7 separate regions of the Mus musculus genome follow, and all the other regions are linked to region 1. A link is a contact called in public HiCAR-type and promoter capture Hi-C data. All regions are on one chromosome and are shown on one strand. Each heading gives the region's core, a stretch centred on a gene start, on an enhancer-like site or on the middle of the called end of the contact. The rest is flanking DNA. Distances are from core to core; before and after follow the strand shown. Region 1 holds the start of Naa30 (N(alpha)-acetyltransferase 30, NatC catalytic subunit). Region 2 holds the start of Fbxo34 (F-box protein 34). Region 3 holds the start of Tep1 (telomerase associated protein 1). Region 4 holds the start of Klhl33 (kelch-like 33). Region 5 holds the start of Pip4p1 (phosphatidylinositol-4,5-bisphosphate 4-phosphatase 1). Region 6 holds the start of Ttc5 (tetratricopeptide repeat domain 5). Region 7 holds the start of Atg14 (autophagy related 14).

What was found. Promoter capture Hi-C pulls out the DNA fragments that hold promoters and counts their contacts. HiCAR-type assays count read pairs that join an accessible place to other places.
Region 2: a contact with region 1 is called in a promoter capture Hi-C map of pre-B cells. The contact joins the promoter of Fbxo34 here to the promoter of Naa30 in region 1. A contact is called at or near these places in 2 of 39 promoter capture datasets (hippocampal neurons and pre-B cells) and 1 of 115 datasets of contacts at active chromatin or transcription factors (large pre-B cells).
Region 3: a promoter capture Hi-C map of pre-B cells shows a contact between it and region 1. The contact joins the promoter of Tep1 here to the promoter of Naa30 in region 1. A contact is called at or near these places in 8 of 39 promoter capture datasets (the HPC-7 cell line, cranial neural crest, embryonic stem cells and 5 more).
Region 4: a contact with region 1 is called in a promoter capture Hi-C map of trophoblast stem cells, with 4 times the contacts expected there. The contact joins the promoter of Klhl33 here to the promoter of Naa30 in region 1. A contact is called at or near these places in 11 of 39 promoter capture datasets (the C10 cell line, the HPC-7 cell line, cranial neural crest and 7 more).
Region 5: a contact with region 1 is called in a HiCAR-type map of astrocytes, with 3 times the contacts expected there. The contact joins the promoter of Pip4p1 here to the promoter of Naa30 in region 1. A contact is called at or near these places in 3 of 39 promoter capture datasets (embryonic stem cells, liver and pre-B cells), 5 of 115 datasets of contacts at active chromatin or transcription factors (astrocytes, embryonic stem cells, forebrain and 1 more) and 2 of 9 other capture datasets (adipose tissue and liver).
Region 6: a contact with region 1 is called in a promoter capture Hi-C map of pre-B cells. The contact joins the promoter of Ttc5 here to the promoter of Naa30 in region 1. A contact is called at or near these places in 9 of 39 promoter capture datasets (the C10 cell line, cranial neural crest, embryonic stem cells and 5 more), 1 of 484 Hi-C or Micro-C datasets (the Ba/F3 cell line), 2 of 115 datasets of contacts at active chromatin or transcription factors (astrocytes and large pre-B cells) and 1 of 9 other capture datasets (adipose tissue).
Region 7: a contact with region 1 is called in a HiCAR-type map of astrocytes, with 7 times the contacts expected there. The contact joins the promoter of Atg14 here to the promoter of Naa30 in region 1. A contact is called at or near these places in 5 of 39 promoter capture datasets (3T3-L1-derived adipocytes, cranial neural crest, hippocampal neurons and 2 more), 1 of 484 Hi-C or Micro-C datasets (LSK cells), 2 of 115 datasets of contacts at active chromatin or transcription factors (the 230-238 cell line and astrocytes) and 2 of 9 other capture datasets (adipose tissue and pancreatic islet).

The regions. Positions count from the first base shown.
Region 1 is chr14:49,170,914-49,173,854 of GRCm38.p6, reverse strand. Naa30 (N(alpha)-acetyltransferase 30, NatC catalytic subunit) reads right to left here and starts at 1,609. Exons shown (of 5, transcript NM_027492.2): 1 at 1,478-1,609; 2 at 462-1,239. The coding sequence starts at 1,238.
Region 2 is chr14:47,470,729-47,473,966 of GRCm38.p6, reverse strand. Fbxo34 (F-box protein 34) reads right to left here and starts at 1,406. Exons shown (of 3, transcript NM_001146086.1): 1 at 1,250-1,406.
Region 3 is chr14:50,868,782-50,872,188 of GRCm38.p6, reverse strand. It overlaps Tep1 (telomerase associated protein 1), which reads left to right and starts at 1,635. Exons shown (of 55, transcript NM_009351.2): 1 at 1,635-1,776. Gm26782 (a long non-coding RNA gene) reads right to left here and starts at 1,893. Exons shown (of 3, transcript XR_874615.2): 1 at 1,633-1,893.
Region 4 is chr14:50,896,013-50,899,035 of GRCm38.p6, reverse strand. It overlaps Klhl33 (kelch-like 33), which reads left to right and starts at 1,553. Exons shown (of 4, transcript NM_001370764.1): 1 at 1,553-2,588. The coding sequence starts at 1,853.
Region 5 is chr14:50,929,373-50,932,673 of GRCm38.p6, reverse strand. Pip4p1 (phosphatidylinositol-4,5-bisphosphate 4-phosphatase 1) reads left to right here and starts at 1,825. Exons shown (of 7, transcript NM_001033271.5): 1 at 1,825-2,061; 2 at 2,350-2,540; 3 at 2,984-3,090. The coding sequence starts at 1,899.
Region 6 is chr14:50,784,143-50,787,149 of GRCm38.p6, reverse strand. It overlaps Ttc5 (tetratricopeptide repeat domain 5), which reads left to right and starts at 1,630. Exons shown (of 10, transcript NM_001080949.2): 1 at 1,630-1,712. The coding sequence starts at 1,662.
Region 7 is chr14:47,566,750-47,569,907 of GRCm38.p6, reverse strand. Atg14 (autophagy related 14) reads left to right here and starts at 1,474. Exons shown (of 10, transcript NM_172599.4): 1 at 1,474-1,722. The coding sequence starts at 1,502. It also overlaps the pseudogene Gm6616.

The DNA.
Region 1 (2,941 bases), core at 360-2,859:
CTGTGTGGCCACAGCAAGTTTGCTGACAGCCATGTTGACTAAAGCACATTTAGCGCATATATTCTTCCCCGACCATGGCTGTAACTGAGTTATTACTAAGGCCTGTATCGGATCAAAACCATGTTCCAATTCAATCACAGCAAAGTGCTCTAAGGATGAGGAAGGTTAAACATGATTAGAAGCTAATGTAAACAGGATGTAAGACAGCCCCCATGTGAAACATGCTCTGCACAGGATTGCTGCTGTTCCAAAAGTCACAAGATAACCCAGATCACGAGCTCTTACCTTCCACACAGTTCCACGGAATACCTGGGAAAAGTGCGCACCTTCGCGCCTCCCATCTGTAAGGTACTATGAAAATGAAGGATACATCCACGGCCACACTCCGGGCCCTCACACTCCCTGCCCCGAGTGGCCTGGATCTCTGCTGGGCTCACCCTGTTTTCATTCCATCCACTTACCAAGAAACACAGCTGTGGCCAGTTGTGGATAAAATATCTATACGTATAAATGGAGTAGGGTTCAGACAGATCTTTGGTGATCAGTCTCATGATATCAGGCATTTGGAGCTCAGATTCATATCGGACGTATCGTATCGTCCGATCCTCCCCGGGCTCGGCCTCCCTGCCCTGGGAGCTCCTTAAACTGCAGCCGGTGGTCAGAGACGAAGACAGCAGCCGCACCTGCTCGTCCATCTCCTCCTCCTCCTGCTGCTCGGTGCCCTCCACCAGTCCATTTCGGGCCGCAGCGGGGTCGCTCGCCGCCCCCGCCGCCGCCGCCGCTGCCTCTGACCGGCCGGGGAGTGCAGTTCTTGCATTGTTGGGGACCGAGTGGGGAGGTCTCTCCCCCGGGTGTCCCTCGGCTCCTTTTGTGGCAGTCACTTTGGAGGCCCCGTCGGGGGCGGCCGCCTCCGCTGCACTCAGAACCTTACTCTTGAGGGTCGCCGCGGCCCGGAGGTGTCGCAGTTCTGGGCCGATCAAGCCGTTGAGCTGCTGCTGCTGCTGCTCCGGAGGCAGCTGCGGGCAGCGAAGGCAAGAACGCGCCTTGGCCGAGGTCGCCGCCTCGCCGCCCGCTGGGCTCCCGCAGCCGCCTTCGTGCTCCTCGTCGTCCTCCTCGTCCTCGCTGCAGCAAGCGAGCGCGGCCCCCGCCGGGAACGGGCAGCGGAGCTCCGCCGCCGCTGGGGCCGCAGGCGCTGGTGGTGGGAGGAGGCTGCTAGGCCCAGGCGGTACCTCCGCCATCCTAGAAGCGACACAGCCGAGAGAGGAGGCCATGAGAGGCGGCCGACCGGCGCCAGGCAGCGCGGACTGGCGGGCCGGGGGCGGCCGAGGCGGGGGGAACAAAGGCAGAAACCGTCCCTCACCGAGTGTCCCCAACGCCGCGCCGCCCCCACGCCGCCGCGCCGGCCACCGTCCCTGGCCGCCCGAGCCCCGCCGCCGGCCGTGTCACCGCCTCCCACCCGCCCCTCCTCGCGGCTCACCCCGCGCCGCTCCCCGCCGCCGTTTCCGCCGCTCCTCTCCCTCAGCCACCGCCGCGCCGCAGTCGCCTTCACCGCCGCGGCCGCTCCGCCGCCACCACCGCCACCGCTGTCGCCGCCGCTGCCGAGCCTCTCACCCGGCCGCCGCCGCCGCCGTAAAGCGCCTCGCCTGTTACCCCGGGTAAAGTTTCCTGGGCCAAGCTTTACGACACTTCCCTGCCTGCCGGCTGCCGGGCCAGAAAAGGGGGCGTGGAGGGAGGTGACCTGTGCAGGGGCGGGGCCCGAGGTGTCTCCGGAGGGCTTCCGGGAGGCCGCGTGCCGGGGGTGGGGCTCTAGCCTGGGGTTCCAGAGGTTCCTGCGGAACTCGCCCCGCAGCCTCCCCGGGTGGGCAGGGCTAGGTGCCCTGGGAGCTGCTGGCTGTTGACATCCAACCTCTAGTGCCTTTATGCAGCTGTACTGTTACAACTTTTGCTCTGACCTGGCGCGTGGGGCAGGGAGCGCCGGCTACAAAGGCAGCAAATCCCGGCCTGGACCGCGAATTAGAGGGAATTTAAAACATTGAGCTGTGAAGATAGCATTTTGCAATTTAAAAAAAAGAAGAAGAAGAACCTTTACCTACCCCGTTGGGACAAAAGAATGGCTAGTAGTCTTGTTGCCCCATTCCTCCACCCCAAAGATTGAAGGCATAAATGTGACAAACAGGTGCCGGACAACGAAAGGCAACAACTGGGGGAAGCGACAGAGATGGTGGCGGCTAACAAGCGTACTCCTGATTTGTGGTTGTAATTGTGTTAGGTTGGGAAGCACCTGGTAAGAGTTCACGGGATCCTCCCATGTGATATGCTAAGCAGGTGTAAAAACTTTGAGCGTGTGGGTTACCTCTGCTCTAATCCACAGCTGGTAGTTTTCTGCATATCTGATCTGAGAGTTGAGTAACTCACACGCATACTAATCAAGTTACTTATTAACTTGTAGGAGCTGAAGAGATGAGTCAGCAGTAAGGAACACTAGGGTTAGATTCCCAGCACCCAAATGGCAGTTCACAACTGTCTGTAATCCCAGGTCAAAGGGAGGCTACAGCCTTTTCTGGCCTCCAAGGGCATCAGGAATGTGCACAGATACGCCTACATACAGGCAAACACCCATAACAAGTTTAAAAAGAATAAAATGTGTTAGATAGCTTTTTTATTTATTTCAACTGATTTATAGAGCTAGTCAGGTATGCCCAAGATTCATGTTTTCAGAGATAGGCTTTTATGACAGGTGTTTGCAACTTTGTGCCATAATCTAAACTGAAAAAAAAAAAAAGTGAGCTGCAGTAGTCAGCACATGTCTGGAATCCAAGTACTCAGAAGGCAAAAGTAAAAAGCTATGGAATTCAAAGGAAGCCTGGGCTGCATAGCAAAACTGTTTCTAAAAATAAATACTAAGTAAAAATAAAAATAAATTTCAAGTGAGATTAACCTG
Region 2 (3,238 bases), core at 157-2,656, 1.7 Mb after region 1:
GGCCCTCGTGTCACTACGGGCAGTCAAGAGATGTGTGCTTGACCGCCAGTGCGCCAGTGCTTCTATGCAGGTCTACTATCTTTTCAAAGCCTGAGAAAAATCAACATTCACAAAATCACCTGCTAAAATTTATCATTTCACATTCGGAAGCACTACTGACAAAATGTAAGTCGCCTGACCCCAAAGGTAGTCCTCAGATGTGTTATATTACGTTACAGCCTAGTCTTGGGGTGGGGGTGGGCTGCAAAGCAGAGGCTTATTGCTGAGCTATAATCACAGAAAAAAACAAATGTCCCTGATAAAACGGGGGAGGGGGGGGCAAGAAACACCAGGATAAATTACATCATCGGGGGATTATTATTTAAGAAAAATGTTGGATTGATTCAAGCTCCCCTTCTTTGCAAGACAAAGTTCATTCAAGATCTGCTTGCCTTGGTCATTCGCTAACAAGCAGATCACTGGCAAAAAAAAAAAAAAAAAAGATAAAGCCAACTAAATTATCAGCCCTCCAGTTGGTTCAGCCCCCGCGCACCCTTTCCCAGCAACTGCTACATCAAACCATCAAACTGAGTTTAGCTTCCTGAAGGCACAGTGAACACCCTAATACCCCTTCCACGCCCAACCCCCAAGATCCCTCATATCTAAACCGAATGTCCTTAAACTGTACTACTACCGATGCTCTCCGAAATGAAGTTTAAGCACCTGACAATTATTACATCCAAACTGTACGAAGCCGAGATCCCAAGATTTTGGTTCAAATCTGCTAGGACCGAACTTCCTTTTTCTCCCCGCGGGTCCTCCCAGCCCTTCCGCGCGCCAAGGTCGCCACTCGGGGCCTGCAGTGACATCACGGTCTGTCTCGGTAGAGCCCTGACATCACCCGCACGCCGAGCCTCGGCACTGTGACCTCACCACCGCAGGCTCGCACGCCAGGGCCCCCCGGGGAGGGTGGAGGAGACGCGCCGCTCACCTGCACGGGGACACCCGGAGCCCCGCGCCCCGCACGCAGCCCACCCGCGGCGGCCTAGCTTGGGTCGCCGGACTCCGGGCCCAGGGAGCAGCCGGGCGCACGACCTCGGGGCCAGGCCGCGAGGACGGCTCTCTGGAGGACGCTGCGGCGGCGGCACCCCGAGCACGGCGAGCCGCGGTCCCCGCCCCCAACGTTCGGCCCTGCCGCGGGGAGCAGCGGGAGCCGCCACGGTGTCCACCTGCCCCGCGCCCCGCAGCCCCGCGCCCTCGCCCGGCCCACCTGTGCTTCTGCCGGGCCAGGGCCTGGCCCGGGGCTGCGGCAGCCCGATGCGGCGGCGGCAGGCCTGACTCGCTCCCCGACACTGAGGCGGACCAGGAGCTCAGCGCTGAGCGGCGGAGCCCAACGCTCGCCCCGAAACCCATTTGTTGGCTAAACCGGCGTGACATCACGCGCCGGCCCAATCGACGGTTGCCCGGGGGCGGGGCCGCAAAGCCTGCGTGCGCCAGCGCCCCCTGCGGGCGGCCGCGAGCGCTGTGGGGAGAGATGGGAGCTGCCAGGACAAGCGCCTACAAGCCTGGTGTGGCGGGAGATTGGGGAGTTTGAGTGTCACTGCACAACAAGGACCCTAACCCTAGAGCACAGTTAGAGTGACAAGTTCATTAACACTCCCAGGTGCTCCAGAAGCCTTAATACGTTTGACCCTGTTAGATATCCAACATGTCTGGGTTCTAATCTTGGTTCTACCACTAGCGTATGGTTCTATTTCAATTTTTATTTTTATTTATTTTATTTTATTTATTTATTTATTTATTTATTTATTTAGGAGACAGAGTTTCTCTGTATAGCCCTGGCTGTCCTGGAACTCACTTTGTAGACCAAGCTGGTCTCGAACTCAGAAATCCGCCTGCCTCTGCCTCCCGAGCGCTGGGATTAAAGGCGTGTGCCACCACACCCGGCTCATCTATTTCAAATTTTTAAAATGAGCTATTTAGCAAGCCCATGGCCCTGGGTTTGATCCTGATGTCCTACACACTGGGCATGTTGCTTCATATCTGTAATCCCAGAGTTTGGGAGGTGATGTCAGGTGCGCCACAGGTTCATGGTCACCCTCAATGGCAAAGCAAATTTGGGATCAGCGGGAGCAGGGCGCGGGTCCTCTCTGTTAAGAACACTGGCTGCTCTTCCAGGGGAATTCAATTCCCAGCACACCACAAGGTGGTTCGAAACTTGTCTGTAACTGCAGCCTCATGGAATCAGACGTCTTTTTCTGGCCTCCACAAACACTGCATGCACGGAGACAAAACACTATACACATAAAAAAAATTTTTACAAAAGAATATATTTTCCATAAAATTATGGCAGAAGTACCTACCAGAAAGTACATAAACTTTAAAGTTAAACTGCTAATCTACAAGAGCCTTGTAAACTTATCAGTGAAAGAAAAAAAAAAAAAAACAACAACAACAAGAAGACTCAGCACTTAAGAGCACTAGCTGCTCTTCTAAAGTACCCAGGTTCAATTCTCAGCACTCTCGTGGTGGCTCACAATTATCTGTTACTTCAGTCCCAGGGGATCCAAGACACACATCTGGTGCACACATGTGCAGGCAAAATAGCTATACACACAAAATTTTTTAAACAGCCTCACATCAGAAAATAAAAAACCTCTTGTGAAACGTGTGTGTGAAGTCTTAAAGAATCAAAATGTAGAAATAGGACCAGTGAGATGCTGCAGCAGATGAAGGTACTGACACTAAACCTGACACCCTGAGTTCAATCCCTACGACCCACCTGGTAGGATGAAAAGATGTCCTCTACATGTGGGCCGGAGTATGTGAATACCACCCATACAGACACACACACACACACACACACACACACCACACACACATACACATACACACACACACACAAATACACACACACATACACACATACATACACACACACACACACATACATACACACACACACACACACACACACACACATGCGTGGGCTGGAGTATGTGAAAAACCCTCCATACACACACACACACACAAATTTGCAATTTTAAAATATAAAACTAAGCCAAGCATGGTAGTACACATTTGTAATCCCTGAATTTGGAAGGCTGAGACAAGAGGTTGTGGCAGTTCAAAGCCACTCTGGGCTACTTAGCATGTACCGGGTTTCCTGGGCTGTATCCCTTTCTCATTTCCATGATCAAAATACTTAACAAAAGCATCTTAAGAAATTAAGGACTTATCTTGTAGCGCTGGAGAGATG
Region 3 (3,407 bases), core at 386-2,885, 1.7 Mb before region 1:
TTTTTAGCATTTAATATTTAGTAGGTGGGACTTAAGAGTGCTAGACCCTTAGTAACTGTGCAGAGCACTTCTACAGTGAGGGGCATTCTTGTGCTTACAACTTTGAATGATTCTGCCAGTCATTCATGCACATTAAAAATCCATGGGGCTATGAGATGGTGGCATGCATTTTAATCCTAGCACCCAGGAAGCAGAGGCAGGCAGATCTCTGAGTTAAAGGCCAGCCTCGTCTACAGACTGAGTTCCAGGATAGCCAGGGCTACACAGAGAAATCCTGTCTCGGAACTACAACAAAATCTATTAAAATTACTATTTATCTTTAGGGGTTTTTCATTTTTATATTTATTTATTTACTCACTTACTTATTTTATGGAGGCAAATGCTCCCTAAGGAATCTGGCTTGAACTTGAGATCCTTCTGCTTCAGCCTTTAAAATCTCTGGAATTATAAGGGTATATTACCTGGCTAGTAGTAATTTACATACAAAACAGACCTCCACCCACACACTCCACTTTGTATTTATGAGTTTTGCCTCTATGTATGTCTGTGCACCACCTTCATGCCAAGTGCTCTTGGAGTTTAGAAGAGGTCACCATGGGTAATTAGAGTTACCAATGGTTGTGAGGCATGATGTGGGTGCTGGGTACTGAACCTAGGCCTTCTGCAAAAACAGATTCTCTTCATTTCTGAGCCATTAGAGGGCAGCCTGGTCTACATAGTGAGCTGCAGGCCAGCTGGGGTTATATAGATAGACCTTGTCTAAAAATAAAAGCCCAAATCCCCAAAATCAAAATTTAAAAAAATTTGTTGCTGGGCGTGGTGGTTGGTGGTGGGGTATGCCTTTAAATCCCAGGAGATGGGAGGCAGGGGCAGGCGGATCTCTGTGAGTCAGAAGCCAGCCTGGTCTAAACAGTGAGTTCCAGGACATCCAGGGTTACATAGAGAGACCCTGTCTGAAAAAGAAAGAAACAATCAAAAGGGTTTGGTTTATTATCTCAGGTAGTTTGTCGCAGTAACAAAAAGATAACATAATGAACTCAAATAGCATGAGTAGAGTTAACTCTTTGATCTTCCTGCCAGAGCCTTCTAAGTACTAGGATTACATGTGTGTGCCACCATTCTGAATCATATTTTCAGAGGTTTTCAGTCAAGGATCTCTTGACCCTCTTGCTTTGGCCTGTGGCAAAGCAGTTCACGGATGGGGTGGAGTGGGATTGAGTGGGGTGGCGACAGACGAAACTGTTTACTTTCATGGTGGATGAAAGGAAGCAAAAGGGAGAGAAGGGGCCTGACTTTCAAAGGTCAGCCAAGGGCACACTCTCAGCGATCTTTCTTTCTAAACGTTTCACCACCTCCCAACAGCTGCCCAAGGCTGGCATGATTTTAGCACATAAGCCTCTGGGGTATTTTCAGGATACATAATAGCATCAGAGCATGATTGTATTGGGTGGAAATACAACTCGGTTGGTAAAGTTGGCCTAGCCGGAAGTATAAATCCCTAAACTGTGCAAATCAAACCGGGTGTGGTTAGCACAACCCTATAATCCCGGCATTTGCGATATCCTACACGCGGCAGCCCCGCCCTCAGCCCCGCCCTGCCCCCAGCCCCGCCCCTCCCTCGCCCAGCCTCACCCCTTGGCCTCACTAGGGTGTTGGTTTTCTTTCAGTTCTCTGCTTCCAACCAGTCCACTGGCTGACCCAGGCCGGTTTCTGCTCCCCGTTGCGGAGAACCAACGCGCCTCTCATTGCGCACAGCTTTTCCAATCCTGAGCGCAGGTAGAGCCCTGGCCGAGACCTGTGTCAGCTGGACTCCCGGAAGGACCTCTGGGCGAGCGTGGTGCAGCCGCTTAGTCCTTCCGGGCGGCTGGCAGGGAGGTGGGGTGGCCTTAGTGGGGCGGAGGGATAGATGCTCAGAGAGAATGGGTTCCTTTTGCCTTAAAGAATCCTAGGAGGGAGTGACTGTAACAAATGAAGAGTGTTGTGATCACTTTTGGCAACAGAAACTCACTAGACTGACACGTTTAACAGTAATGGACACTAAGGTGCCAACGCGGTAGGCCTCCACGACTTCCTAAGAAAAGAATAGCGTCTGAAGTATGGCTTCAGGTGCAAGGCCAAAGAAAAGGGACCGGGGTAGGAGTGGAGGCAGGTATACATACAAACTAGTGTATACACAGAATGTCAGTATAAAACTATCAATACCAGTTATCTCTGGAACTTGGGGAAGAACTTTTAAGCTTTCAGAAGTTAATCAGAATCTCTATAAACTCCAGAGAGGAAAAAAATTACATGTCTTTATTTCTCTGTTAACTTAAAATTTTAATTGAGAACTTGTTTTTCACTCTTGGATTATGCCAGATGTGGCTGTGTATGTCTTAATCCTAGCACTGGGGAGGCAGAGGCAGGTGGCTCTCTGTGAGTTGGAATCTGTATAGTAGTTCCAGGTCAGTCAGACCTTTTTAGTGAGACCTTGTTTCAATACATACATACATACATACATACATACATACATACATACATATTGGATTAATTCTGAAATTCCTTATTACTCGTTGGGTGTGTATATGTGTGTATGTGTTTGTTTGTGTGTGCAAGAGTATGTGCATATGCGGATATATATACGGGTATGTGGAGACTAGAACTCCACACCAGGTGTCTTATTCTATTGCTTCTCGAGTTACTTTTGGTAGGCTGGCTGGCCAGCTTGATGTAAGAATCTGCCTGCCTTTCAGTGTTGGGATTACAGTCATAGACTACTGAGCCTTACTGTCATCTAGATGTTTTATCAACTGACCTATCTTTCTAGCTTCCCACCTTTTTTTTTTTTTTTTTTTTGGACAAAGTCTCCTATATTCCAGGGTGATTTTGATCTTTTAACTTGCTATGTAGCCAAGGATGACCTTTGAACTCCTAACCCTTCTGCCTCGGCCTCAAGTGCTGGGAGTGCAGGTGTATGCCAGCCCAGCCCTCACTACTTTTTTTTTTTCCTTGTAGTACAGGGACATGAGAGGAATAGCAAGACACATTTTCTTTTGAGAAAGAGAGTGTCAGTGCTCACGTGGACCTGGAATTTGCTATGTAGCCCAGGCTGGCCTCCATGTTCTTATGGTCTCCTTTTCAGCTGTGATTCTAGACAGGTCACCGCTATGCCATGCCAGGCTTCTCTCTAAGCTTTTGCTTTCCCTTTTCCCCCCTGTCCCCTTAGAATTACGCCTGGATAAATCTAAAAGGGGGGGGGGCAGCAAGATGGTTAAAAGTGATGGCTGTACAACACTGCAATACCGACCACTGGAGTTCAATCCCCACATCCCACTGTAGGGGGAGAGAACCAACTCCCAAGGATTGTCCTCCAGCCTCACACATGCTGTGACACGCATGGCCAAACTTATAGACACACCTGTCTTCCC
Region 4 (3,023 bases), core at 304-2,803, 1.7 Mb before region 1:
GCCAGGGCTACACAGAGAAATCCTGTCTCAGAAAAACAAAACAAAACAAAACAAACCCCAATACATACAGAGCCAGTGAAATATTCCAAACCTTAAAATCCTCTCGAAATGACCACATAAAATTGTTTATTTTAAAATCTTAAACTTTCAGGAACCATTCAGGTTCAGGAAAGGTTATTTGGAAACTGATGTAGGGGAATTTGGGTCTCTTGATTACTTTTCTGATCCTGCCTGATTGCATTTAAACAGACCCCAGAGAAGGGGCAAAGAGTTCAGACCAAAGATCTAGCCAGGTTGTAGTCACCAGCATTTGATGACAGTCACCAGAAAATTGACGGGCAACTTGTTTCTTTTTTTTTAATATTCATTTATTTTATTTATATGAGTACACTGTAGCTGTCTTCAGACACACCAGAAGAGGGCATCAGATCCTATTACAGATGGTTGTAAGCCACCATGTGATTGCTGGGAATTGAACTCAGGACCTCTGGAAGAGCAGCCAGTGCTCTTAACCACTGAGCCATCTCTCCAGCCCCGGCAACTGGTTTCTATAACCCAGGCTCTAGGCCCTACATGGCTACTGACCCTGTCCTTACTAAGGCAGACTTCAGTCTCAGGGTGGAGTATGAAGAAAACATCAGTTGGTATCCAGCAGGCAGCTCTGAGTGCTGGCAGTGTGACTTGGGAGAAGAGAGTTCAGAGCTTCCATTGGTGGACACCCTGATGAAGCCATCCTTGAGAAGCATTGGTCCAACTGGACCTGCAGCCTCACTTCTGTTCCCTTCTATGGTTTAGAGGCATGTCTAACAACATGATATAAGCTTCCTCTTTCTGAAGAATCTGAAGAGGAAATCCACTAGTGAGTTCAAATTCTCTTAGAGCATGGCCAGGAGGCCGGGGGGTGGGGGGCGGTTAGGGAAGGACAAGAGCCATTAGAGTTTAACTTTCTGGCAGTCCTAGTGGTACCTGCATATAATCCCTTCACAGGAGATTTCCACCAGAGTTCAGGACTTAAGGGAAGTGGAGGCCACATAGAAGACATTACCTGTTAAAACCAGTTCCTAAAAATACACATCTCTGATTTACACCTTCAGTTTGGTTATCACTGCTGTGTAAAGTGTTAGGCTTTTGGTCCACCCTCTGGGGTTATGAAGGAACAGCAAAGTCAGGCAGATGTTAAGAGATATTTCCCCCCCAAATCCCACAGCTATGATGGAGGAAGATGAGTCAAATGTTAATTGTTTATAGTCTAGACTTTCCAGACTCCCTCACTAGCCTCCTGTCACCTCCAGCCACCAACTGGGAAAACAGTCAGTCCTTCTGGCCTGGCTCACTCTACCCAACGTTTGCGTTCCCTTTGCTTTGCAATTTTCCCCACTCAACACACTCTTGTGACCTACAGGTTTGGAAGGAGGGAAAGGGGAAGTCATCCCAGGACTTGGCCCAGTGCATTGAGTGTCAGCTTCCAGCACTGAGAGATGAGGGTTTAGCCCTCAGGCTAGCTATAATTAGCCAAGTGCGGGCACTGCTAGGATCCGTACACAGCAGTCCTAAGCAGACTGGGAACTCAAGAGAGGGCAAGCAGAAGCCCGGTGTCTCCTGCCTGGGATTAAAAGAAAACGAGTGGAAAGCGGGGCTTTGTCCTGAGCCAGATGGCTACAGGCGTTTGTGGTTCTGTTGCACTTGGTGAACCCTATGGTTAGTTAGCGCCATATAGCCCAAAGTTAGTGTGTCACCGGACGGAGTGAGGGACTGACAGCTGAATTGAAGACAGTTCTGTTTTCCTGAGTGCTGCTCAGGTATACTTCTCTCATGCCTGGGCACCTGCGGCAACCTCACAAGCGTCTGGAAGATGGCAAGCCTTTCCTCAGACTTGGAGCATGTCTCCCTTCCTATCGAGAAGGACAGTCTTGAACTACCTGTGCCTGCCGGAAGAACCTTCTCCCGGTCTCCCTCTTCCGATGAGGATCCCGGCTTGTTTTCCTTTTCTCTGGCAGAGCCTGACCCACCTAGCCCCTTCGTTTCAGGAAACCTTCCCTTTCTAGCTTCATCTCCGGAGAAAGGGAAGAAGCAGGATGACAGCGACGACTCAGCGGAGCCTGAGATGCTGTGCAGCGTGGAGCACCCCTGCCAGTTCTTCGCTGAAGCGCAGAGACTGCGGGAGCAGAAGCTGCTGCTGGATGAAGAGGTGTCTGTGGGGGGACAGGTATATGGGGTGCATCGGGTGATCTTGGCTGCAATTAGCAGCCTCTTCCGAGGCAGGCTGCTGAGCGGTGGGGGTCAGCAGCCCAGTTTCAGCCTTGATGTGACCCCGAGGGGCTGGGAGGCTGCGCTGACCTTTGCCTACGAGGGGGTGCTGGGCCCCGCCTCACAGGACGAAGTGCTGGCTGCTGCAGAGGCGCTGGGAGCACCCCGGGTGAAGAAGGCGGCCCAGCTGAAGCCAGAAGGACTTGGTAAAGCCAGGGGAAATGAAAAGAAGCTCAGCCAGGCAGAGGAGCTGAGGGAGAATCTGCACAGCATTGAGCGTCTGTATCGAGAGGGCATCGGGTGCGACTTGGAGCTGGAGGCAGAGGGCTACCGCCTGCGGGGTGAGAGTCTGTGAGACAACTGCCAAAAATGCATGTTTTGCTTGTTTTGCGGTGGTAGGGATGGAACCTAAGGCCTTAATTCCACTCTACCATGGATCCACACCCCCTAGCCTTGCGAAATAGTTTTGTATTATTGCTTCAGCAAGAATGTCCTTTTTGGTGCTTCTCCAGAGCCACCAAGAAATGCACATGCGCAGTTGAATTGTTTTCCTAGACACCCGGACAGATTTGAACTGATAGATAGTTCAGGCAGTTTCCCCCCCCCCCCCCCCTCCCTGGTAGCTAGAATTTCCAGCCAGATGGCTAGGGCTTAGAGTACAGTCCATGGCAGCAAAACAGGGAGAAAGAGACTGACTCAAACAAATTAGCTAGAGCCTTTTGGCATCTACTCAGCACACAGCAAAGGGCAGCCGAGGCCATCAGTACAAGTTTCCC
Region 5 (3,301 bases), core at 576-3,075, 1.8 Mb before region 1:
AGACACTAATAAAAGATAATTTTCATTTCAGCAATGGAGGTATTTAGATCAGTTGTGGATCACTGTAGTGGCCTCCATCTGCTCTGAGGAAAGGCTGCTTCTTTAATGGTGTATTTGAGAGAGAGAGAGAGTGTGTGTGTGTGTGAGGGGGGGGAGCAGGCAGACGTGTGGATACATATATATAGGTATTTATTTAGAATGCTGTTCAGAATTTTAGTGTTTTAGGAGGGCAGCAGCAGTGGGTTTTCTCCTAGGGCCCATGACGTCACCAGCCACAGTAGTTGACAAGGTTGACAGAAGCACACCATCCCAGGCCTAAAGTCCAGCAGGTTACCCTTGAGATGAAGTGCCACACTATTGAACCCACTCTTGCTGGGCTGGCCATTGTGATTTGTAGGGGGTTTTAGTTGCTTTTCTCCCATGGCAGCTTCCGTAGACAGCACTTGCACACATGCTTTGAGAGGGGCTTTCAGGTTGGTTCCAACCTTAACCCTTGTAGAGACACTTGTAGAATTAATTATAATTTTACAGCTATGCTTAGAGGCAAATGCCTGTATTCTCAATTACCCGGGAGGTTTGCGAAGAATCACCAAATTCCAAGCCAGGATCTTGTCTCAAAACTAAAGACTGTGGATGTAGCAGTGGTAGTACAGCACATTTTCAGAATTAAAAAAAAATTATTATTATTATCTTTTTTAGGCGCTGAAAGGGAACCTAGGGCTTCCAGCATGGTTACCATTAAGTTCACCAGATAGCATCACCATAACCATCCTACAGGAACAGTCTCTCATTTCCGTTTGTGAGTCAAATCGGACTCAAACTCATGATCCTCTTGCTTTAGCCAGCCTCAGACTCAGCATGCGCACTAGGCTTTTAGACAGTCTTCATATAGCTCAGGCTGGTCTCAAACTCTTAGCCAAACCCGAATGTCTGATCCTCCTGTCTCCATCTTCCATAGTCTGGGATTACAGCCCTACACTGTGACCTTCTGTTTTTTTAACTTTGGACGTTTTTATTTTATATATATGTGTGTGTGCCCACGCACTTAAGCCACGTGTATGTAGCTGCCGGGTGCACAATCTCCAGGAGGTAGAGTTACAGGTAGCATCGGCCCTAGGACTCAAACTAGGCTCCTTTGAAAGAGCAGAAAGTTCCCTTAACCGCTAACGCATCTTCCCAGTGCCCCGCCCTCTTGTATTCTGATCCTCCTTGTGTAGTTCAGTGTTTCTCTCCGCTACCCTGGAATTCCCTTTCCTAACTCATCTCCCCAAGTGTTGCATTTACAGGCATACGCAACCACATCACCACTACTCGGGGGCCTTGTGCCAAGTCAGACAAGCGTGCTAAGCCCTCAAGCTCCCGGTGGCTTTTCGATTCTTGTCCAGGTTTTAGGGCGGTTCCCGCGGCCCAGGATACCAGCCCTGCCAGCCAGAAGGCAGCCGCCCTCACGTTCTGGCGCTAAATTTGGGCCAATAGGGTTACGTCCCACGGGAGACTTGGGCCCAATGAGGAGCGACTCACGCGACAGGCTGCGCACGTGACGCGTGCGGGGCAGCCGCCCACCTGGGCCGGAGGTAGCGCGACCGCCCCACTTCCAATCGCTCGCACAACTTCGAGTCACGTGCAGTGTTTACGGACTCAGCAGCTACGGGAAGACCATGTGACAGTGACGTGACACGTCTCTCTCCAATGGAGAAGGGACGCTCCCTTACAAACCGGGAACTGTTTCAGGTCCACGAATGACAGCGCAGAGGGGCGGGGCCAGCCTGTCACGTGAGCGGGGCGGCACTGGCTGCGGGCGAACGCGGCGCGCAGGCGCCTTAGGGACCCGGTAGCGACGGCGGCGGCGGCGGTGGCAGCGGCGGCGGGAGCTGGTCGCTGACCGAGCGGGAGTCGCCATGGCGGCAGACGGAGAGCGCTCCCCGCTGCTCTCCGAGGCCGGCGATGGCGGCGCTGGTGGCAACGGCTTAGCGGGCCCGGGCGGGAGCGCGACCGGGCCCGGTGGAGGCCTGACGCCCTCCGCACCTCCGTACGGAGCCGGTAAACATGCCCCGCCCCAGGGTAAGCCGGAGGTCTGAGGTGCACGCAGGCCTAGGGGCGGATCGGGTCAGGGGGCGGAGCCTGCTTCCGCGCCAGGTGTGGCCCCGTGGCACCTGTCACGGGGCGAGGCATCCTCGGTCCGCAATCACTGCCTAAGCCTGGCCTGAAAGCGGGTTTTGAGGAAACTGATCTGAGCGCTTTTTTTGTGAGCAGCGGATCGAGCTTACTCAGAGGGTTCCCCACGTCCGTGGAGCATCCGTGGGAAGTGTTCGAATGATGATTTTGGGTTTATCTGCTTCCTCTTCGTAGCATTTCCCCCGTTCCCTGAGGGACATCCAGCCGTGTTGCCTGGAGAGGACCCACCCCCCTACTCACCCTTGACTAGCCCGGATAGTGGGAGTGCCCCCATGATTACCTGTCGCGTCTGTCAGTCTCCGATCAACGTGGAAGGCAAGATGCATCAGCATGTAGTCAAATGTGGTGTCTGCAACGAAGCCACTGTGAGTTATAACTATCTGCAGAATGGGCCTTGTTTCCTGGATCCTCTTTCTGGTTCAACACCCTGTTCATGAAACTTTCAGTTCCTGCATCTTGCAGCAGCCATTTCTTTAGAAGCCACTCACTAAAAATAACGTTCACCAAGCTCTCACTTTTTGATCTTTCCTGGACCTGAAGTGTAGTTCTCACTGGCAGTTGTTGCAGTTGCTTTTGATTTTTGTATTTTGGGGTTCTCTGCTTTTCTGAGACGATCTCACAATGACCCGGGTTCCCATCAGACTCTGCAATCTTCCTGCCCCAGTCTCACAGGCACACTCTACTCTGCTGGCAACATTTGTATATCTCAAATGTCTGATTCTCTTTCTCAGTAATGTCCTTGCAGAGGACTGGGATAATGGGCTTCTCTGCTGAAATGCCCATTGTTCCTTTATTCATTGTTCTCTAGCCCATCAAGAATGCACCTCCAGGAAAGAAGTATGTCCGATGCCCCTGTAATTGTCTCCTTATCTGCAAAGTGACTTCTCAGCGGATTGCCTGCCCTCGGCCCTACTGGTAAGAGACCTAAGAAGAGAAGGCCATATGTAAGGAAAGTTGTAAAGCAATAGGGAAACAAACAAACAAAAAAACAAACAAAAATCTAGAGCTGGGCAAGGTGGTGCATGCCTGTGTTCAATCCCAGCACCTGAGAAGTGGAGGCAGGAAGGCCTGTGTAGTAGCACCTTGAATGTCTAGTCATCCTGCCTACACCTCCTAAGTGCTGGGA
Region 6 (3,007 bases), core at 381-2,880, 1.6 Mb before region 1:
CTACTAGCAAACTACCACACACCAATCAGCAGATGCAGTTCCATCCACTCAGCAGACACCACATACGAGTTCAGCAGCTGTAGCTGGATTCAGAATAAACTGAGAGGCTCTGCTGGGTCGGTGTGGAGTCTGTGGAAATGGCAAGAAGCCGTCGGAATATCATGAGAAGTTCTTGGGTGAGTTACTCTCTGTTAAGATCAGTGAGAAGCAGAGATCAGCAAGGTGGTGCAAGGCCTAGAGCGCTATCAACTGAGACTAGCGAGGTGCAAGATGAGCCAAAGCACAAGCCTTGTCCCACTCACTGTCTGTGGGATCATATTTATATTCTTTCTCAAGTGTCTGCTTCAGCTAAACATCCTCTCACCTGTGTCTGCTTCAGCCAAACATCCTTTCACCTGTCTGCCCCAGCAAAGCATTATGACCTGAGTCTCCAGAAATTTCCACTTCAGGAAATGATCACTTTTTTTCTTTGTCTCTGCTGCACAGTCTTTTTGGAAGCATTTGGAGGTGTTTAATGTCTTTTTGCAGAGATAATTTTTTTAGCAAAGGAATTTTAAAAGTTTTAAGATTGTGGTTGGATGTGGTGATGCCTGTCTGTAATCTCAGGACTTAGAAGGCAGAGACAGGAGGAACTCCTTGAGTTCGAGGTCAGCCTGATCTACATACAGACTTTCAGACAATTGAGGTTACATAGTGAGACCGTGTCTCAAAACTTAAAAACCAGGGGTAACGAATGTCTATAATCCAAGCACTTGGAAGTGGTTGCAGGAAGATCAGGGATTCAAGGTTATTTTTGGCTACATAGCAAGTTCCAGGCCAGCTTGGGATATATCAGACTCTGTCTCAAACAAACAGAAGGTTTAAATTTTTCATTTTTGAATAGGCAATTCATGTTCAAGGTAAAAAATGGAAAATACACTGAGAAGACTTCTCAAGTCACCTGCAGTTCTCAATCCCTGTTTCTCTCTTCAGAGATGGTTTATTACAGAAATAATAAACATGAGAACATTATTAATGTACAGTATGGTGGCATGCCAGCCTCAAACATAGTAGACTTATTAGGATCATACATTAAAAAGCTAAAAATTACACGTGCAGATATCTTCAGTTGGTATATATTCAGACAAGTTCCCTTGCAGGGAGTTCTCTTCCAAATACCACCTGACATGCATACTTTCATAGTCGGCCTTGCTTTCTAAGAGTGATGTAAAAAAGGACAAGAATATACAAAACAAAACAAAAAAATGAATGGAATTAATTTAAGAACATTTTGATTCCAGAATTTGGGAAGGGAATTATAAAACTAGGAAATTTATTTATGAAACCGAAAGTGATCACAAACTCAGCAGGTGTTTGTTATCCCAGTTTGAGGGTTTGTGGCAAAAGTCCAGCCTGGACAACATAGCCACGTTGATCTACGTGGCCAATCTGATCTACTTGGTGGGTGAGATTCTGTCGCAATAAAAAGAAGCAAAACAAAACCCCAAAGCAGTTCTAGGGCATCTTTGAGACACCAAGTTCTGGATTAAGTTGGGTTGTAGCTGTGTCTCTGAGGCGCAGATGGGCCTCCGGAGCCCCAGGGGTCGCTGTGGTTTCAGCGTAGGCATGGCTGAGTCTCTGTGGTTGAAAAGTTGGGGGAGGAGACGCTGAGAGCGGCTGGGATGATGGCTGATGAAGAGGAAGAAGCGAAGCACGTCTTGCAGAAATTGCAGGTGAGGCTGTGAGTTAAAATCTTTTGGCTCCTTGCTCTGAAAGGAGGAAGTGCAGTGGTCAGGGCCCGGGCGGCGGAGTGCGGCGGTTCAGCCGGTGCTGAGGGCTGCTCGGTGGGCGCCCGGAGGGAGTCTGCCCACCGGGTTTCCTCGGTAACAAGTAGCTTTGTACGCGGAGTGGCAGGTGGCTGCCGACTGTTAACCGAGTTGTTTGTGCTCCACAGCAGCAGCCATTTCTTTAGCATCTTTCTGCATTGAACTTGGCCACACTCAGAAATAGACTGCAGAACAGATGCCCTGGTTGTTGGTTTTCGGATTTGTCGAGTTAATCTCTTAACCCCACCCACTCCCCAGGTGACTATTGTGGAAAGGCAGAGAGGAGTTTCCTTCAAGTATGCGTTTTTATTTTTGTTTTTAATAGTTAAGATTTTCTTTAAGCCTCCGAAACTTAGTTTGTGGTCGAAGACATCCTTGCATTTAAACTAGATACACTTCTAGCAATTTTGTTTGTTGTTTTGAATCAGGGTCGCCTGGAACTGGCTTTACAGGCCACGCTGGCCTCGAACTCCTAAAGATCTACTTGTCTCTGCCTCGCAGGTGGTGAGATGAAAGGCCTGAGCCACCAAATCTAACAAAATTTAAAGCATTGATTAGGTTTCTTTGTTTCTTGTGGGAGTTAAAAGAACACTCAGAACATGGACTTTGGTTAACTATTCCTTAGTGGGATTGGCAGAAGTCAGATTTTTAATCCTATCGGCAGCGAGACTTTGGATGCACTTTGTACATTTGTATGCATAGGAAAGAAATACAAAACGTTATGCAGAATGGTGTTGTCCTTGAGGCTATTTGGAGTGGCCGTGAATCACTTCCTGTTTTCACACTTTCCTATTCATTAACAACTCATTTGTGTTGCTGTTGCCACCACAGAAGTTTGTTCAGCAAAATCAAAACGACTAAAACACAACAATAACACTTTCCTTTAACTTTACAGCCATGCTCATTGCATGACAAAAAGAAACTGGCTGTGACTGTTGCTTAGAACTCTCTTAAAAATTCCACAAATTGTGTTCCACAGATCATGTTGACCATTTTATTATTATTATAGAACAGAGTAGAGCATGCTGACTTTATATATGTGCTGAAACCAGTCTCTTCAGGACCTGTTTTTCCTGGGAATAATATACATAAAGTTAAGAAATACTTATAAAGAAGGTGTCAGCTTATTGTTTTTATCAGGGTAGGACTTTACTTATGCATACGAATTTGTTAATAACATAGGCACTACATTAGTTAATTTA
Region 7 (3,158 bases), core at 225-2,724, 1.6 Mb after region 1:
AGGCATATCAAAAAAAATTTTTTTTCTGATATAAACCTCCTCTTTCTGAAGAATCTTTTTTTTTTGAAAAAAAAAAAAAAAACCACCCAAATCTTTATTGTATAGAATATATATAAAATCCTCCAAGATGCTACTCTCTCATTTCCCCATCTTCCTCTTCTTCTTCAATGCCTCTGATGTAGAGGACATTATTACACCTTTTTAGAACTTCACCTAGATGTTCAGACAGCTCCCCATCTATGTACTCTTCTGTATTTGCAAGCTGCATGTTCATGTAGCCATCCATGGAGACCAGGTACTCCATGCCCCACTTAAGTTTCACCATCACTGGCTTTCCTGTCAGTCCATTGAGAGAAGTCTTGGGATTGAGGGGTAAACTCATCGCGACCACTGGCGAGCGCTGCACCCCACTAGCTGTCGACCCCGCCGCTGCCCGCCCCTCGTGACGGTGACCGGAGCGGCTGCTGCTACACGCAAGCGACCCGCGCTAAGAGAAAATCCTTTCTGAAGAATCTTAGGAGGAAATCCTAACTATCGAGTTCAAATTCTCTTAGAACATGACCCAGAGGAGAGGGAAGGACAGAAGCCAATAGAACTCAGTTTTCTGGCTGTGCTTACAGCTAGATTTCTGTGATTACACGCTTGAAATCTGTTAGCTCACGAGGCTGCCACAGGAGGACTGGAACTCGAGGGAAATGGAGGCTACGTAGAAGCACTATCCATTAAAAGCTGATTTCAAAAACATTTATCGCCGGGCGTGCGCCCAGCACTTGGGAGGCAGAGGCAGGCAGATTTCTGAGTTCGAGGTCAGCCTGGTCTACAGAGTGAGTTCCAGGACAGCCAGGGCTATCCTGTCTCAAAAAAAAAAAAAAAAAAGAAAAGAAAAGAAAAAAACCCCACATTTATCTTTGATTTACATCTTCAGTTTGTTTGTTTGTTTGTTTGTTTGTTTTTACTGATGTCGGGAGTGTTAGCCTGCTATGGGAGGTTTTTGCTCAACCCTCTCTGGTTATGGAGGTATAGCAAGTATATCCCCAACCAAGACAAAGTCGGGCAGAGGCGTTAAAAGATTTTCTTCAAATTCCACAGCTTTTAAGAAGGAAGGTGAGTCAAACTTCAGTTAGTTTGAGATCCAACTCTCTCCCAACCTTGCTCCTTGCAGTTTTAGCCCAAAACCTAAAAGTAACCTTAATGAATGAAATGAAATCCCTTGTTCTGTTCCCGCACCTTCACTGAGAATGCTTGGGCACTTATTACTGTATTTTGCATAACGTAGAGGCTTCGTTTGGCGCCACTCCAAGGGTTGAACTGCGCAGCCGCCAAGGAGTGTGGGAAGTAGGACAAGAAGATCCCTGGTTCCTAGATTCTCCGCCTCTGAGCTCCAGCCCCAACCTCTGGACCGCCCCCTTTCCCGCCCCGGCCTTCAGGCCCCGCCTCCGAGCCCAGGATGCACCTGGATAAAAACAAAATCCCACGTGACTGGCCCTGAGCTCAGATCATCATGGCGTCTCCCAGTGGGAAGGGATCTTGGACGCCCGAGGCTCCTGGTTTTGGGCCGCGGGCGCTAGCACGGGACCTGGTGGACTCGGTGGACGACGCCGAGGGCCTTTACGTGGCTGTTGAGCGGTGTCCTCTGTGCAACACCACTCGCCGGCGGTTGACTTGCGCCAAGTGCGTCCAGAGCGGTGATTTCGTCTATTTCGACGGCCGCGACCGGGAGAGGTACGGCGGCCGCCACGGCCCTATTGTTTCTGCTTCTCTGATTCCTCTGGCCCAGCCACCAGAGGCTGGAGGCTGGACACCCTAGGCCGGGCCCAGGAGCCCTGCGAGTGTGGAAAAGAGAATGGAGCTGCTTTGCGCTGGCGCTTTGTTGCCAGTGGCAGGGTGGGGGTGGGTGCTAGGTGAACGTAGGTTGCTGTTCCCCACCACCCACCAGAGTTTCTCTAGGGTCCTCTTGGGTACTTGGGGAAAGGAAATACAGTCCTTCTGGAGAAGTCTGTGTAGAGGAGTCTTAGTTCTCCCATTCAGAAGCGTAGTTTTACCTTTTCCCGTCTTCAGACATAAATACATTTTACAGAAGGAATCCGCAGAGAACTAAATTGGTTAGGAGGGCTTGAACCTTGGTTGTCTGTGTCACAGGTGGATACAGCTCTTTGTGAACGAGGACCAGGACTAGGTTACTTCCTTCTGTAATCCCAAAGTTGATTTTGTCACTGGGGATACTGGACTGTGTTTTTGAGTTGCAAGTCCTTAGTTAAAAGAACTGCGTTTAAGGAAATATTTTGTCTTTCTTTTGAATTAAGATATTAGAAAACTGAATGCTTAGCTGAAGAATCTTTTACTCCTAACGTTTGTTTCAACAATAACGAAATAGGTAACTTTTTAGTATGTTTGTTTGAGACAGTGTCTCACTATGTAGCTCTCTCTGGGTGGCCTGGAACTCACTATATAAATAAGACTTGCCTGGAACTCGGAGAGATCCTTCTGCCTCTGCTTCCTGAGCGCTGGGAAAAGTGTGTGTGCTATTATGTCCAGATAAAACAATTTTTTAGTCCTAAATTTGAAGCATTTATTTTTTTACAACAACCCATGCAAGTTATTGCCAGCCGATTACTTGAGGAGACTTGTACGTAGTAAATGCCTTGTTCCAAGGCCCCAAACAGTTAAAACCCAGACATCCTGGATCCATATACGGGTGCATTTAACTGCAAGGCTATGTAACATGTAAATTTTGGGGGTGTTTTAATCCCCATTATTCCTGTGAATGGGGCTCATTTCTTTTTCTTCTGAAAATACTGGTGTAACAGCATCTTTTTAAGTTCATTGCTGTTTTATGGATCCACATGATGATTTTAGTACGTTATAGCTCTAAAAGTTAAACCAGTTTTGTTTTAAGAAAAACAAGTAGGAGATAGGAATGTCTCATTGTTGAGTCTTATGAAATATTTAGCTTCTACATTTTCCTATTTTTAAGATTTATTTATTTTATGTATATGAGTACACTGTTGCTGTCTTCAGACACACCAGAAGAGGGTGCCAGATCTCATTATGGATGGTTGTGAGCCACCATGTGGTTGCTGGGAATTGAACTCAGGACCTTCGGTATAGCAGTCAGTGCTCTTAACTGCTGAGCCATCTCTCCAGCCCACATTTTCCTA